Regions from separate parts of the Arabidopsis thaliana genome. Here region 1 is linked to region 2. A link is a contact called in public ChIA-PET data. All regions are on one chromosome and are shown on one strand. The core of a region is the stretch at or near the end of the contact, and the rest is flanking DNA. Distances in the headings are between cores, read along the strand shown.

What was found. ChIA-PET counts read pairs in DNA pulled down with a chosen protein or histone mark.
Region 1: an H3K4me3 ChIA-PET map of shoot shows a contact between it and region 2, with 10 read pairs. The contact joins the promoter of PME1 here to the promoter of RPT1A in region 2. A contact is called at or near these places in 1 of 26 Hi-C or Micro-C datasets (rosette leaf) and 1 of 2 datasets of contacts at active chromatin or transcription factors (shoot).

What each region holds. Positions count from the first base shown.
Region 1 is chr1:20,098,103-20,103,308 of TAIR10.1, forward strand. It overlaps PME1 (pectin methylesterase inhibitor 1), which reads left to right and starts at 3,197. Exons shown (of 2, transcript NM_104261.3): 1 at 3,197-4,514; 2 at 4,680-5,206. The coding sequence starts at 3,431. PME2 (pectin methylesterase 2) reads left to right here and starts at 420. Exons shown (of 3, transcript NM_104260.5): 1 at 420-1,065; 2 at 1,269-1,734; 3 at 1,952-2,876. The coding sequence starts at 460. The coding sequence ends at 2,643.
Region 2 is chr1:20,066,272-20,071,527 of TAIR10.1, forward strand. RPT1A (regulatory particle triple-A 1A) reads right to left here and starts at 2,229. Exons shown (of 10, transcript NM_104252.3): 1 at 1,967-2,229; 2 at 1,541-1,622; 3 at 1,360-1,451; 4 at 1,190-1,267; 5 at 1,036-1,097; 6 at 764-908; 7 at 448-666; 8 at 170-351; 9 at 1-72. The coding sequence starts at 2,053. AT1G53760 (K+-H+ exchange-like protein) reads right to left here and starts at 4,900. Exons shown (of 8, transcript NM_104253.3): 1 at 4,453-4,900; 2 at 4,072-4,136; 3 at 3,869-3,967; 4 at 3,684-3,731; 5 at 3,497-3,566; 6 at 3,324-3,395; 7 at 3,115-3,243; 8 at 2,694-3,028. The coding sequence starts at 4,647. The coding sequence ends at 2,888. AT1G53770 (O-fucosyltransferase family protein) reads right to left here. Exons shown (of 3, transcript NM_104254.4): 3 at 4,980-5,256. The coding sequence ends at 5,189.

The DNA of each region.
Region 1 (5,206 bases), core at 1,947-4,446, 33 kb after region 2:
TATAGTTCGATTTCGGTGTGTTATCCATATAACTAAAAAGTTGGACAGCTTTCATTGAAATATACTACTCAAAGAATAAGAAATTACTAGATTTATTATGTTGTCTCATCATGTTTATGACTTATATGAGTATCAACGTGGATGAAAGTGGTCGCTTCTTCCTCATCGGAAATCAAAATACCGCATGTTCATACAAATCAAGAAAATTATAATTTACAAATATTGTAAAGAGCTAATTATTTTATAAACATAGGATATCAAATGTGGACCTAAAAAAGTTTGAAAATGCACCACTCAAATAATTAATGCATACAGCCAAGCAAGTAAAACATTAGAAAGACAAAAAATAAATACTTTTAAACAATTTATATTATATAGTTTTTCATCTCAAAACTCAACAATATAAACCCTATTCCACCATCTTCTATTCCCTCACAAACAACAACATTGTTAAGAATAATGGCACCAATCAAAGAATTCATATCCAAATTCTCAGATTTCAAAAACAACAAGAAACTCATTCTCTCCTCCGCCGCAATAGCCTTGCTATTATTGGCCTCCATAGTCGGAATCGCCGCCACAACAACAAACCAAAACAAAAACCAAAAAATCACAACTCTATCTTCGACATCACACGCCATTCTAAAATCTGTTTGCAGCTCAACACTATACCCGGAGCTCTGTTTTTCCGCCGTGGCAGCCACCGGAGGAAAAGAGCTGACGTCACAGAAAGAAGTCATCGAAGCGTCACTTAACCTAACTACCAAAGCCGTGAAACACAACTACTTCGCTGTCAAGAAGCTGATCGCGAAGAGAAAAGGTTTGACACCGCGTGAGGTCACGGCGCTTCACGACTGTTTGGAGACAATCGACGAGACGTTAGATGAGCTCCACGTGGCGGTGGAGGATCTTCATCAGTATCCTAAGCAAAAATCTCTGAGGAAACATGCCGATGATCTCAAAACACTAATCAGCTCAGCCATTACTAATCAAGGGACTTGCCTTGACGGTTTCTCTTACGACGACGCCGATAGGAAAGTTCGTAAGGCGTTATTGAAGGGTCAGGTACGTAAATAGTTTTACTCTTTTAAAAGTTTAGATTATAGTATTATCTTCGACATACGACTTACTCGGTAAAATAATGTAGTGATTATAGTTGGTCCATAATTAGAGCACTTAACTCTTCAAATACGTACCCAAAACATTTGTTTTACTAGGAAATCTTTTAATATGTAACAGCTTTATAATATTGAACGGTATCAAAACAGGTACACGTGGAGCACATGTGTAGCAACGCATTAGCAATGATCAAGAACATGACAGAAACCGACATAGCCAACTTTGAGCTAAGAGATAAGTCTTCAACCTTCACCAACAACAACAACCGCAAGCTCAAGGAGGTTACCGGCGACTTAGACAGTGATGGATGGCCAAAGTGGTTATCCGTTGGAGACAGAAGGCTTCTTCAAGGGTCAACAATTAAAGCAGACGCTACGGTGGCGGATGACGGAAGCGGTGACTTTACAACGGTAGCCGCGGCTGTGGCTGCGGCGCCAGAGAAGAGTAACAAGAGGTTTGTGATACATATAAAGGCAGGAGTTTATAGAGAGAATGTGGAAGTGACGAAGAAGAAGACGAATATAATGTTCTTGGGAGATGGCCGTGGCAAAACTATTATCACTGGAAGTAGAAATGTCGTCGATGGAAGCACCACTTTCCACTCCGCTACTGTTGGTAAATACTGTTCTTCTTTGATTTTATTTTTAAGGAATTAAGTAAACAGTAGTATCACGTAATAGCTAACAACACATACTGACATACACATTTGTTTGTATGTAAAAAGAATGTAATAATGACGCATGTGTAACGTTTTGTTGGTAGATGATAACGTAGACACGATCGTAACTCATTTCCACGGTTAAATGATAGTACTGTTTTCTATTGACTGTAGCTGCCGTCGGCGAGAGGTTTCTAGCGCGTGACATCACATTCCAAAACACCGCCGGTCCGTCGAAGCATCAAGCGGTGGCTCTCCGAGTCGGATCAGATTTTTCCGCTTTTTACCAATGCGACATGTTTGCTTATCAAGACACACTTTATGTCCACTCAAATCGTCAATTCTTTGTGAAATGTCACATAACCGGAACCGTCGATTTCATCTTCGGAAACGCAGCCGCGGTTTTACAAGACTGCGATATAAATGCACGCAGACCAAATTCCGGTCAGAAAAACATGGTTACCGCCCAAGGACGGTCTGATCCGAATCAAAACACGGGGATTGTGATCCAGAATTGTCGTATTGGTGGCACGTCGGATCTTTTGGCCGTGAAAGGAACGTTCCCGACGTATCTTGGTCGTCCTTGGAAGGAATATTCACGGACGGTGATAATGCAATCGGATATATCCGACGTGATCCGACCCGAAGGATGGCATGAGTGGAGCGGGAGTTTTGCGTTGGACACTCTAACTTATAGAGAGTATTTGAATAGAGGAGGAGGGGCAGGAACTGCAAATAGAGTGAAGTGGAAGGGCTATAAGGTAATTACAAGTGATACAGAAGCTCAGCCATTTACGGCTGGTCAGTTTATTGGTGGTGGAGGCTGGTTAGCGTCGACCGGTTTTCCTTTCTCGTTAAGTCTTTGAAATTAAAAGATTGACTTATTATTTTAATAAACATTGTATTTCTCTATCTACATGTATCATTAAATCGATGTTCATATATGATTCTCAAGTTGAACCAAGTCAATGCATAACTCGGGCTGGTATAGTTTTAAGGCCTAAATAACCGGACTTTACGGGGTTTATTGGGTTGATTACTTGATTCTAATTCATAAATTAAGATAAACCGGGAATCAAACACAATGTTGGTGTTGTGTCACTTGTCGGCATTAAAGCCCTAAAGAGATAGAGATAGGGACGCCACATGTTAGAGACGCACATGGCCATTTTAATATTTGCTAAGATAATGTTCTTTGTTTTCTTTTAATTTGTAGACATTTTCATGTGTTTTTTTTTGGTTCTCTCCAATGTGTATGCTTGAAAAATATACCGAGGAACCCATAGAATTGTAAAGAATGTTCGCTTTCTATGGACCTACTACGGATGTAGACGACTTTGACATATACATAATACATAAAACCATTTTTTGTCTTTAAACCAAATTACAATATAATCAAGTTGATTAATCAAAATAATTACAACGTTATCATGAATCTTCACATGCAAGATCCTACACACACACTTAGACGACAAGAAGTCACCGTGGAACAAGCGCGTCACGTTCATCATTCACATTTACTTAATCCCACTTAAAAAGGCAAACAACAACATGTCTTCTCTAACATAAACAACAGAACATAACAAAGCCCAAACAATCTTAGTAATAATCCCAAAAACCAGAAAAAAAGGAGCTTTGCTTTTGTAGGAATTAATGGATTCAGTGAACTCCTTCAAAGGATATGGAAAAGTAGACGAAGCTCAAGATTTAGCATTGAAGAAAAAGACAAGAAAACGTCTACTTCTACTATCCATCTCCGTCGTAGTTCTCATCGCCGTAATAATCGCCGCCGTAGTCGCCACCGTCGTTCACAAGAACAAAAACGAGTCAACACCGAGTCCACCTCCCGAGTTAACACCATCCACTTCACTCAAAGCCATTTGCAGTGTAACTCGTTTCCCTGAATCTTGCATTTCAAGTATCTCAAAGCTTCCATCTTCCAACACAACAGATCCAGAGACTCTATTCAAGCTCTCATTGAAAGTAATCATCGATGAGCTTGATTCGATTTCCGATTTACCGGAGAAGCTATCGAAAGAGACTGAAGACGAAAGAATCAAATCTGCGTTAAGGGTTTGTGGAGATCTGATCGAAGATGCTTTAGATCGACTCAACGACACTGTTTCCGCCATTGATGACGAAGAAAAGAAGAAAACTTTGTCATCTTCCAAAATCGAAGATCTCAAAACTTGGCTAAGCGCAACGGTAACAGATCACGAGACGTGTTTCGATTCGTTAGATGAGTTGAAACAGAACAAAACAGAGTATGCGAACTCGACGATTACTCAGAATCTGAAATCGGCAATGAGTAGATCAACGGAGTTCACAAGTAACAGTCTTGCAATAGTATCGAAGATTCTTTCTGCGTTAAGCGATTTGGGGATTCCGATACACAGGAGAAGAAGACTGATGAGTCATCATCATCAGCAAAGTGTGGATTTTGAGAAATGGGCACGACGGAGGTTGTTGCAAACGGCAGGTTTAAAGCCTGATGTGACGGTGGCGGGTGATGGAACCGGTGATGTGTTGACTGTGAATGAAGCGGTGGCTAAGGTGCCGAAGAAGAGTTTGAAGATGTTTGTGATTTATGTGAAGAGTGGAACTTATGTTGAGAATGTTGTGATGGATAAGAGTAAATGGAACGTTATGATTTACGGTGACGGCAAAGGGAAGACCATTATTTCCGGCAGCAAGAACTTCGTCGACGGGACTCCTACTTACGAAACGGCGACGTTTGGTGAGTCCTCTTCTTCCCTTGTTCCTTATTATTATCTTTGATTAAGTTGTTAAGATTAGTGAAGAGGTCAAATTTGATTTGGTTTAGGTAAGAACAAAAAAGACTTGACATTGTTACATAGTTTACCAATTTAGCTATGGTTGTTAAGTTTCTCTTTTGATGCAGCTATACAAGGCAAAGGATTTATAATGAAGGATATTGGAATCATAAACACCGCGGGAGCAGCAAAACACCAAGCTGTGGCATTCCGATCAGGCTCTGATTTCTCAGTCTATTACCAATGCTCATTCGATGGTTTTCAAGACACTCTTTACCCTCACTCCAACCGCCAATTCTACCGTGACTGCGACGTTACTGGGACAATCGACTTCATTTTCGGAAGTGCTGCGGTCGTTTTCCAAGGCTGCAAAATCATGCCTCGCCAGCCTCTTTCTAACCAATTCAACACCATAACCGCTCAGGGCAAAAAAGATCCGAACCAAAGCTCGGGGATGTCGATTCAACGATGCACTATCTCCGCAAACGGCAATGTGATTGCTCCCACGTATCTTGGCCGGCCGTGGAAGGAGTTTTCCACGACGGTTATTATGGAGACGGTGATTGGAGCAGTGGTTCGACCGTCCGGGTGGATGTCATGGGTTTCTGGAGTTGATCCACCAGCAAGTATTGTCTACGGAGAGTATAAGAATACG
Region 2 (5,256 bases), core at 979-3,478:
TCAGGTAGACCAAACTCAACCTTACGGTCAAGACGTCCAGGACGTAAAAGAGCTGGGTCTAGTGTGTCAGGCCTGGATTGAAGAGTTAATACAGAAACACCAATGAGTCAAGCAGTATTATTGGGTTTTGTAGTTTACTTGAAGATGGTAAGAGGGAATCGTAACTGACCTGTTTGTTGCCATAAGAACCTTGATGTTACCACGTGCGTCAAACCCATCAAGCTGATTCACAATCTCAAGCATAGTACGTTGGACTTCGTTATCACCACCAACACCATCATCAAATCTTGCACCACCAATGGCATCAACTTCGTCAAAGAACACAATGCAGGCTTTCTTGGACCGTGCCATCTGAAAAGAGAGTATTATTATACAATTCAGAACAAAATATAGCAGCATTGGCTTGACAAACTCAAGTAGCAAAAAGGAGTGTTCACAATCAATTACCTGAAACAGTTCACGAACCATCCTAGCTCCTTCACCAACATACTTCTGAACAAGCTCACTTCCAATAACCCTGATAAAGCAAGCATCGGTTCTGTTGGCCACAGCTCTAGCCAGAAGAGTTTTACCAGTACCAGGAGGTCCGTAGCAGAGAACACCCTTGGGAGGATCTATTCCAAGCTTCACAAATTTCTCTGGATGAAGCATTGGCAGTTCAACAACCTGCATCAGCAAAGACAACAAAACATCTTACATCACACTAACTTAAGTAAGACATTGTAAGATAAGGAGAGGGGATATCAACAAAATTTCAACATACCTCTCGCATCTTCTCAATCTGCTCCTTGCATCCACCAACATCATTGTAAGTTACATCAGGTTTCTCTTCGACAGTCATCATGGTCACGCTAGGATCGATTTTGGGAGGTAGAGGAATCTGAATCTGATATTTATTCCGATCAACTCTGCAAGTATAAATCAGAGACAGAAAGTTCTCATAAATTTGTATCCATATGAAAAATTTACAACGACAAAAGGAATTGAACTGAAGCAAACAAAACATAGAAAGATACAGTGAGGAACAGGACATACCCAACACGCATGCCTTCCTCAATATCAGTGGGAGAAACTTTATCGCCAAGTCCAACAACAAACTGGAATTAAGAACCACAACTAATCAGTATAACCAAACATCAAATGGTTCGAAAACACATAATTGGTTATGCAGCTAAGGGATTTAATGTACCTTAGCAATTTGTTTGACATTTATGACGTATTTGGCGTCTTCAGTGTTTGGACTTATAATCTTTGTGCATCTCGCAACCTGGATAGAGAAAACGTCAACCCTTTAATCTCTTATAGTTACCATGAAATAAAAGACGATTCAGAGAATTATCAAAGAAAGAATATGCTTACCTGCAGAGGTTGCTCTTCTTGCATCATTTGCTTATCAGATACAAGATCCCATTGACTGGGAGGAGCTAAACCAGTATCAGACTCCTTGATACCTGAACCATAAAAGCAACCAATAACCCTTTTAGTCACTAGCTAATCGAAGTAAACCCAAACAATTGAGCAACAAAGAGTGTGCACATACCACATAGATCGTTGATCTTCTTGGCGAGATCCTTAATTTCTTTCTCCACTTTCTTGATAGGTGCAGAGTAAGGCCCTAACCCCTGCAGAGAATGAGATTTAACAAGGTCAGCAACACAACATATGGAGAGATAACAGATACAACAAAGCATGACTATGAATATTTCCACTTGGAATAAATTCAAACAGTGAGGCAGATTCACTCATATAAGTAGTAATTAGCAAAAAAAACTGAACCAAGTAGAAAAATCAAGCTCATCAAGAACATATCTAGCTCAGGAGGAAACATCAAATTGGTTTGCAAAGAGACGAAACCCTCACATTCGAGTAACTAAAATCTAGTGTAGATCCGAATTCTCCGATGAATCAGAAGAGTAAAAATCGAAAACCCCAATAAAACTTAGGGTTCTAAAAGGGGAAGGCTTACATAAGTCTTGAGGAGAGCGATATCATCTTCATCAAGAGGACGAGGATTCTTCTCGTCTCTAATCTCATCTTCAATATCTCTCACCATTGTCGCCGGATTTCCAAATCGGAGATTTGAGATTCCTAAAGTTGAGAGAAAATGGATTACGATTTATGTGTCTTGCTGAAGAGGAAAACAAGTTCTTTTTTCTTTTCTTTTTTCTCGAAAGGGTAAAGAAGTTCTAATTTGCGTTTAGTCTCGTGGTGACGTGATATAAGCTAAGAACCACACGTGCCGCTCCCACGTGTAAAATGGGCTTTTTAAGCGAGGCCCATATTTTCTGTCTTGTTGGAGAGGTCAGATCAAAATAATCCCACGTGCCAGTCAAACTAGGTTGAGCGAAAAAAACCGCAACCAAATCAACCAAAACTGAACCGAATTTGTTTGTTAACCATTTTTTTTCTTTCTTCTTCTTCTTCTAAATTCGGATAACTAAAACGAAATTGAAACATATACCCCTACCAAAACGGAATTTGCATCAAACTTAACTGAATTACAAATGGTTTTATATAGTTTCAATTATTAGATAAAAAAATTTAACTAAACCGAAACTAATCCATAAACCGGATTGCCTACAACCCTCACACGTGTAAATTGAGCTGTTAATTTCGGCCCATATTCGAGTTTTTTTTTGTTTTTGTATCATTTCTTTTTTTCCTTTTTCTGTGACTCTTGTTTTTTCCAATAGTTCTGAGAAAACTTATTTTTATGTTTAGAGTAACCTTGTACTCGTTCAAAATTCTCAACTGTTTCCAAGTAACAAAGAAGTTTTTAAAGCAACAAGGAATCAAAAGACAAAAAAAAAAAAGAATTGGAGCGTAAGTTATAGCTTCAAACAGCTAAAATTATGTTCTAAAAAAGAAGCCTAAAATGCCAAAAGAGTTAGACTAGATTGCGATATTTAAGAACATCGTTCTTATTGAGATCAAAGGATTTGCAAATCTCTATTATGGTCGCCTCGTCGAGTCCTTCCTCGCTAGCTTCACGAATTAGCTGATATAACTCTTCCGATGGAAGCAAAATCTGTTTATGAGTAAACAAAGACAATTAAGAACCAAAAAAAAAAACTTTTGATTTGAGTATCTTTGATGACAAATAGATCAGCTTACACAAGTGGGAGATTGAGATTTTTGTTCCGGCTTGGTGTTGCTGTTCTTGCTTTCATCTGCATCATCAGTTGAGTCTGGTTTATCAGGATTTGCCTCGTTTGAGATGAGCTTAAGCAGCTTCTCACTTCCCTGAAGTGTCAATAAAGATGATTTCGGGTTTATATAAACCTCTAGATAATGGAAGTATGTATCGAGAAGTTATGACAGACCTGAAGAGCCCGCCAGTGAGAATATGTGCGGAATAAGACCCAGAAGAATGGTATGTTTGGTAATGGCAATACCTAATTGGAAAGAACAAAAGGGTTTGGTGGTTATGAGATTCGATGAAAATAAACGAGTTAGTTGCTAAGGTTCTTGAGGGCTAGCTTCATACTATACATACCATAAATGCACTGGTCAATGGAAGCAAAGTAACTGAACCAACTAGGTACTTCTTGTGCAGGATTGTTCCACTGCAAATCCAATTAGAAAACATAAGTGTTAGAAGGAACAGGGATTCTGAATCTATTACACGTGAAATCGGATATAAAGTTTCATCATTTGAGACAACGGGTAGCAAAGTGATTTACCTCATGGCAATGTGCCGTAGTCTCCTGCGTACGAGTCTAGGATCTAAACTGAAAACATTTGACATGGATTAGCTAAAACGATAACCAATCCAAATTCACCAGAATATATACTCATGAAGACATTCATAAGAGAGATACTTATCCTCAAGTTTACAGAATTTCAAGAAAAGGAGAGTAAATAGAACCTCGGAGGATAAGTGACTTGTACAGAAGTGACCTCCTTAGATATAGACTTCAAGAAAATCTCAGAAGGCTTAACACGAGCCAGAAGCTTCAATCCAAACCTATACATTCCAACCACAACTTGACATTAATAAGCCTATCAACAAACAAAGACCAAAGCCTCAAGAAATGTCTCAAAATACAAAAAGGTAGAGATTTTACAAACCCATGAATCTTGTTCTTTATTGATCCATCAGGCGCTTTCTCAAGACCCACCCAAGCTTTATTCATCTAACCATTACAACAACAACAACAACATTTCTTCAAACTTAGTATTGGAGAAATCAAGGAGGAAGACTGATTAAAAAAAGCCATTCTTTTATCTCATTTCTAGTGGTCCTAAATGAGGTTCGTTGTCAAAAACCTTTAATCAGAAACAGAACCAAAAGCTTATTCATTGGTCGAAATGTTATACACCCAATAAATCTCACTAGACGCCACATAAACACACGGGTATGAATTCTATAAAGAGAAAAAAGTTTCAGACGCCACATAGAGACACGGGTATGAATTCTATAGAGAGAACAAAATTTCAATGTAATTTTACCTTGTCAGAGATGAAATCGACGAGAAGCTCTGCGTTGGCATTGATGGGTTTCGATTCAGATGATATCTTCTTCCATAAACCTCGTACAGTGGTCGGAGTAACACCAGACGGTGATTGAGCAGCGAAAGGGTCAACAGATCTGCTGAAACACCATTTCTTCCCTTTGATCGGAAAAACCACCAATCTCGCTCTCATGATCACTTAACTACGAAAAAGCTCCGATCTTTAGTTATGAAATGTCAATTTGTCATCTGGGTATTGCTTTAAACGACGTGGGTTTCGTATATTCAAAGGAAAAATCGAAACTTTAAGGTAACGAGACCGACAAAGCCTAAAATATTTCACGAGGAAAGACGAAAAGAAGCGGCGGCGCGTCTCTTGGCATATATGGACAAGTTTTTATATATAAGGGTCTTTGAAATCGACTTAAAATTTTGGTATAACAAAGGTTGTCTCTTTAAAAGGCAGTAATGACAAATGGTGTACTATTTGCAATCATGTCAAATGGTTAATGACAGATTAGAAGGCAGTAATAACAAATGGTTAGTACTATTTGCTATAACTGAAGCAATGATAAACTGACACATCACTAATCTCAGATTATATTAGAAGAAACTGTAGCATGGCTTTTACTGTATGATATACACTAGTAAACTATGCACATAAAGAAGAAGACAATTAGGCTGTTTTGTGATGAGAACTCACAAGACAGAGACTAATTTACGTGTTAATCTTTTTATTCATGATCTGCTATAAAATTAGGCTGCTCGTTTGCGCAGAGATACTCATCGCATTCTGAAGCGG